2 separate regions of the Rattus norvegicus genome follow, and region 1 is linked to region 2. The links are chromatin contacts, called in public Hi-C maps. All regions are on one chromosome and are shown on one strand. Each heading gives the region's core, a stretch centred on a gene start, on an enhancer-like site or on the middle of the called end of the contact. The rest is flanking DNA. Distances are from core to core; before and after follow the strand shown.

The links. A called contact is a pair of places that touch in the nucleus more often than the background predicts.
Region 1: a Hi-C map of frontal cortex shows a contact between it and region 2, with 6 times the contacts expected there. The contact joins two enhancer-like sites. A contact is called at or near these places in 7 of 12 Hi-C or Micro-C datasets (the A7r5 cell line, the Rat2 cell line, Schwann cells and 4 more) and 1 of 1 datasets of contacts at active chromatin or transcription factors (oligodendrocytes).

What each region holds. Positions count from the first base shown.
Region 1 is chr6:57,091,880-57,095,420 of GRCr8, forward strand. It overlaps a transcript of Hdac9 not described here. Among named protein-coding and RNA genes, the nearest start is that of Hdac9, 41 kb to the left of the region's middle. Within about 2 kb of position 2,207, at least 2 of the 93 cell types and tissues checked have an H3K27ac peak or open chromatin away from gene starts, as enhancers often do.
Region 2 is chr6:56,897,038-56,900,517 of GRCr8, forward strand. All of the region lies in intron 2 of Hdac9 (histone deacetylase 9), which reads right to left. Among named protein-coding and RNA genes, the nearest start is that of Hdac9, 150 kb to the right of the region's middle. Within about 2 kb of position 2,129, at least 1 of the 93 cell types and tissues checked has an H3K27ac peak or open chromatin away from gene starts, as enhancers often do.

The DNA.
Region 1 (3,541 bases), core at 957-3,456, 190 kb after region 2:
GATGGAGATGCCGCCAGTTAGAGTCTGCAGTAAAAGAATAAAGCAAACCAAACTACACAAGAAAGTACAACAGCACATGCCTTAATGGTTTGACTTTCAGACCTCTTCTTTTGAAACTTTAAAGCATCATTAATTTGGGAACGGTGTGTATCTTTGTGAATCAAAACCATTGTAATTAAGATAACTAGGTTTGCTGATTCGCCTTCAACAAACAATGTGGGAAAGCCCAGATCCGCACAGTAATGGCAGCTAACACTTCCTCTCTCTTTCAAGCATCTCGGAGCAGTTTTATATAAACACCAACTTGTATTAATTTAAACCAAATATTAAAATCAAAATTTTTTCCCTAGGTGGTAAAGCTTGCCTGCATATTTTCATTATTACAAAATGGTTGCCTTTAGTCCATAAACTAGAAGGGCAAAGTCAGGTCATAATGAAGTGGCGAATGCAGTAAATGAGAAGGAAAGTAACCAGAGCCCGTGTTTAGCATGACTCTTGCCTGGAAGTAAGTGAGTACACACAGTACGTTGATTAGTGCTGATTTAAAATGGATTTTCTATTTAAATAATTCATCTAAACTCTGTTTTATAGCAAAATTTTAGAGTATTTTCTTTACAGTGTTTTTTTTTTTGTTGTTTTAATCATCTTAAAATACACAACCCAGGCTTTGCCACGTGCAAATGTGAAATTTCATTTAAAGGCCAAAGCCATTCTTGATTTAGCTTGTGCATCTACTGACATAAGAAGACAAGGATCCAAAGCAAACCACTATCTGGAATTGGAAGATAACACACACACACACACACACACACACACACACACACACTACACACACCACACACACACACACGCACACACACACATGCACACACATGCACACACACACACTACACACACACACACCACACACACACACACACCACACACACCACACACACACGCACACACACACACACATGCACACACCCGCACACACACCTGCACACACACACACACTACACACACCACACACACCACACACACACACACGCACACACACACACATGCACACACCCGCACACACACCCGCACACACACACACGCACGCATGCACGCACGCACGCACACACGCACACCAACATGAATGGCTGCACTGTGCTTGACTCCGAAAGCGTGCCCAGTGCACCATGCTGGATCCTTCGACTACCTCATAAAGAGTCCATTTGCTCTTGGGGAGTAAGATGTCTGTGGCAACACTTCAGGGTCACTCTGCAGCAGGGAAGGGCGTTAATTACTGTATCCTCGGGGGTACAGATGAGGGAAAGGGTCATTTACCTAGCATTCTTCAATTCTTTTAGGTATAAAAAGACTATGTCATGATTTACAGATGAAAAGCACATTTGTTTTGCTTTCAAAAAAAAGGAAATTTTCATAACCTCCACTGTTGTGACCCTCTGAGAGCTGTGGTTGGTTGAAATCTCTCCGCCACGGGGTCTGAAACAGGGGGATGCCTACTGTTGCTTTACTCCTAAAACATCAACATGTCTCAGGGCTTACGATTGTATAAAGGCATTTTTGCAGGATGACATCAAGGAAAATAACTTTTATGTGTGTATACTGCCACACAGGGTCATATATCGCTAATTAAGCACCATTCCTTCAGTTTGATTACACAAGGGCTTGGATTTGTAATACAATAGCAGTGAAGGTCAGAGTGGTTATGAAAGAAACTTTAAATGTTATGAGAAATCTGGTAACTATAGGGATATTTGTTCATAAACCTGAAATTCTGCTCAAAGCCCTTTCCTGACTGTTAAGATGCAGGGAAAGATTTTGCTGGCTACAGGGGTGACCAGATACTGCACTACCCTGGGTTGGCTACCCCTCGCATTTCCTACAACATGCAGATGGCTCTTTTTGAGGAAGGCGGATGCCAAATCATGGATTGTGAGCTTGAAATTTCAAAGTAACTAGACCCGTTTTCCAGCTCTGCCACTCAGCTGCACTGATACACTTACTTCCTGAGCAGTGTTCTAACGTCCTTCTCCCCAGCCCAGCACGCCAACCGTTGTAATGACAGCCTTGACTTTGACCATTATGTTCCCCCTTCGAATATTTAAGGCAGATCGTGACTCACATATCTTACAGAGCCAAGAATCTTTGAAATGAATTTCTGGGAGGTTTGAGAAGCAGCTGCTCCAACAATTGTAGTACTGCACTGCCCTCCAGAGGGGACTCCTTGGCAAATGCTCACAATCCATGAATGACAAGGGGACCAGGGGACTGTGTGGCAATAGTCTTGACTGTGATTCACTTCCTTCTCAAGCATCTTTAAAAAACAGGTCTGCAAACCAGCGGCGGCCCCACTGCTCTGAGCCCATAGCACCTTGTCTTAGGTCTTCTGTCTTGTGTCATCTCGAAAAGTTATATTTGCTGCGGCTTTCACTAAGTGATAAATATTAATTATTTCTGTCAGAAGCCTTGTTTACTCATGCATATTTTTACGGAGAAATCACACTAAACACATAGCCGAAGGCAGCCCTCACAAGCTGAGACTCCTCACAGATGACTTGCAGGCACACAAAGGATAGCTTGAGACAGAATATTTTACTGTCTAATTATCTTGTCACCACCTAACTGAAATTTGAAGGGTGCCCACAGCTATTGTGAGAAAAGAAAAACATAACTCATCTTGAACTTTCCTCTTCTTCCATTATGGAACCCATTTCTTACTCTGTCCTGCATGCCATCTCAAACAAGGGAAGGGTTTTGTGACTTGTCAATTCCTGGTTACTCAGAATCAATTACAAACTGAAAGAAGTTAAGACAGAGCTGATGATTTCTCGGCCTTGTGACAGTGGGACTAAGTTAACTGGTGAATGAAGACCTTTGCTTGGAAAGGTTAATCGTTGACAAATATATATATTCACAAATATTAATTTAATTATCACATCTATGACAGGGATACTGTCAACATCACCTTTCTTTGGTGCCAATGAGTCACAAAAAGTTAATTCAGGATCACAGAACTGGGGCGTGATGGAGCCAAGATCCTAATTCAGTTTGGTTTCAGGGTCTTCTTGGTTTTTTTACTTTAACTTAATACACTAACAGATAGGCAGGTTCTCTGCCTACCAAACGATAGAGATCATTAGTAAGCTTTTAAATGAAGCTAATATTTAGATTATGTCTCTATAGTCCATAACACAAAAAATTAGAATTTCCATGGACCTCAGAAATGCTGCAAATTGGAATAAACTATAAAATAATTTTGTGATAATTAGAAAATATCTACTCTCACAATTTTTTTGGAAAAAAGAACAAAACATAGAAACAACAAAATAGTGGCTCAGTGGTTAAGAGCAGTAATTGCGATTGGAAGACCCAGGGTACGTTTTCCAGAATCCATGTGGTGGCTCGGAAACATCTGGAACTCTAGTGCCAGAAGATCTAGCAGGCTCTTCTGACCTCCATGGACACCAGGTATCACAAAGTACACTTATGCACACACAGTCAAAACATTCATACATATAAAGTAAAAATAAATAAATCTTATACAGGC
Region 2 (3,480 bases), core at 879-3,378:
AAAAGAATCCAGCATATTCTGTCGGTTTCGACACCTCAATTTAAGATAACATGTGTGCAAACACAAATGCTCTCGAGACATTGAAGAATGAGAGTGGAAAGTGCTGTGCATTGTGACGTCCATCTTTCATACTGGATCCAGAACTTGTTCGTTCCTACAGAGTGGAGATGGACCTGAGGCTAAATTCTCAGAAAGCCCTTATACAGAAATGCAACCAAGCCGCGTCAGAGTCCACCTCCAGCCTACTCATCTGTGGTAGTGCTGCTTCTCAAAAACCTAGACTGTGTCTTTAATCTGGATCCTTTCTTCCAATAAAGCTTTCTGACTAGTTTCAGCATCTTACGTCAAGAGGCATGTATTTTGAGGGTATAGGAGGAGAAACCCAGATGTTCACTCAGTTCTCTGTGATTTCCATCTGGTTATCCAGGTTCCATCAGATTCCGATTGAACTCACTGCTCTGTGGGCCTTGGGCACGTGCTGCATTTATTTTGCTATATTCAAACTAGGGACAAATCATGTTACCACTCTTTCAAATAACATAAACTTGTCATTTTATGAGGATCACAATTACAGAATTAAAAAAAAAACGAATACATTTAGACCAAAACAACAATAAAAGCAAAAACCCTTCCAATGATGCATAATTTCAAACTTGGCCAATCCAGCTTGATTGGCAACCACAGTCATGTCATTGCCACATGGTGGCACCACTTCTGCCTGTAAACAGAAACATCGCTGCCCTTGTCAGGAAGCACATGTAAGCTCGTGGGAATCATGCACAGTGATATCATTTAGCTTCTCGTGGAGGATTCAAAGTTGCCTTTCCAAATTGGGGCAAGAGTAATGTAAAATATCATACTAGGGAAGAAGTGGTTTTAGTCTTTAGATTACAGAACCTAAACAAAGGACTTACAATGTTCTAGACACAGCTTTGAGGATGTTATAGAAAGGGATGTTTGTCTGTTCTTTAGGATATCATGAAGCTGGGTCTTATTGCAACCTGTCCAACAGATTTTAATTCAAGAAAAACACAAGTCATCAAGTAATGTGGCCAAGGTCACGTGTACTAAGACCTAAAGCAGGAATTAAACACATAACACATGCCACTTGGGTCTGAAGCCTTGGTCCTGACAACGCCATCCTGACTCTTATTTATCCCTGTGGAAAGTGTACTCTTTTGTGTTTACAGCCTTTGAGGTAAGCCTTAATGTAAGTGCTTCCGGAAGCATTTTGTTAAAATATTACCTCTATTTATTTTTAGAGGTGAAGAAAAGTTTTTGCTTGTATCTGGCAACACGTTCCATAGAGAATTCTGCTCTTAAATACATTTCTGCATATTTTGACACATTTGTATATTTTCAGGTATGCTTAGCACATCTTACTTAGCTCTTTTAAAGAAATAAGCGTGTATGTAAGAATTCTAAACATAGGACTTCAACTTTTATTTTAGCCTTTATAAAGCTAATAATTCTATATATTCTGCAGTATCTCACCGGTTCTCCTTTGAGTCATGGTGTCTGAATCTGTCTAACCTCATACACTGACTGGGAGGTAAAGAATCTCTCGGATGAAGTCATCTTTGCTACCTGATTAACCAAATCCCAGTTGGATTAGTTCAGAGGCAGAAATATGGAATTCTAATTAACTGTAAACAATGCTAATGAGGTTTGAATGTATTAATCATAAATTTTAAAACATTTTTTAACTGAAGAAAGTAGTAAAAAGCAAGTGGAGTACATCTGGTTTTTGATAGTATGAGAAATGATTTTCCAGAATAGTGTTTAGTGGTAGTTTTTTTTCATATTCTAATGTTTTTGTTTCTCTTCAACATACCCTGTGTTCTATTAGAGAATTACTGACCATAAAGGGGAATACATCAATAGGTGAGGGGGAGTCTGCTTCATCAAAACAGGCCTATAGCTGTTAAAATTTGACTTTTTACATATGTAAGTGTGGATTTGTTCATCAAGAAAAGATAACCATATTTGGCGTAAGAAGCTGTAATAATACTTCATGTGGATTCTCCTTAATTAGACTGTGTTTAAAAGTTTCTATTTCTGGTAGCTCTCATAGTATCTGTTTATAGAATTTGCCTGTGTGGCGAGAACTGTCAGCATAGAATGCATCTGAGCCTTTCAACGAAGCCTCAGGATGACTAGTCTGAATCTACGGCCGAAACTTAGCACCCACACATCTATATGAAACCATAGAAAGCACTAGAACGAAATAGAACTCTGCTGAGCAAGGAACAGCCAGCCATGGTCCATGAGACAAACACAGTCTCCAGTCCTCTCTAAGCCTGTCTCTGTAAAACTAAACATTAGCTCTGTATGTGTTCTTGTATGTGTGGGTGCCAAGCTTGTGTGATATATAAGGGGGTCAGGGCTCTTCTCTGGTGTTGTTTCTCAAGCCCAATCTACCTTGGTTTATGGGCATGTACCCAAAACACACCCCAGTATTGCACGTACTCAACTATGTTCATAGCAGCTTTATTCATAATAGAAACTAGAAACAATCTAGATGTCCCTCAACTGAAGAATGCATTAAGAAAATGTAGTACATCTATGCAATGGAATACTATTCAGCTATTAAAAACAAAGTCTTCATGACATTTGCAAGTAAATGGATGGAAATTGAAAATATTATCATGAGTGAGGTAACCCAGACCCAAAAAGAATATCCACATTTATATTCACTTATAAGTGGTTATTAGTTAAATGGTTAAATACAGGACAACCATTCTATAATCCACAGAACCAAAGAAACTAAGCAAAGCAATTAGGCCCAAAAGAGGATACATGAATCTTACAATGGCAAAAAATAGTCATCAGAATTGGATGGAGAGAGGTAACTGGGTAAGAGAAGAAGTAAAGAGGAGTATGGGGATGGTAATCAGGTGTGGGAGGAGGGAAAAGGGAGAAGGCTCCCAGTGAGAATGGAAATCCACAGGGATGCTTCTATGAGACTAGCTAGAGACATGGGATGGAGGAGGCTACAGGGAATCTTTTGGGGATACTCTAGCTGAGATTCCTACCAACTGGGGATATAAAGACTGAAGTGGTTGCCTTCCAGTGGCAGGACTTCCAGTGGAAAGAGGGGGACATCCACCCAATCCCCAAAAGCTTCAATGCAAAATTTATCCTGTCTACAAGATGTTCAGGGATGAAAATGGAGTATAGATTGGCCAACCAATGCCTGCCCCAACTTGAGATCCATCCTGATGGAGAGAGCCAACCTCTGACAGGAGGTTTATTTATTATTTATAGACAGGAACCTAGTATACCTGTCTCCTGAGAGGATTCATCCAGCAGCAGATAGAAACAGAAGCAGAGACTTAGAGCCAAACATCAGGCAGAACTCAGGGACTGGGGGATAGGAATTGAGCCAGCCAGAAGGGTCAAGAATATTACAAGAAGACCTAGAGTAAACTAATCAGGGTCCATGGGAGCTCACAGAAACTGAACCACCAACCAAAGAGC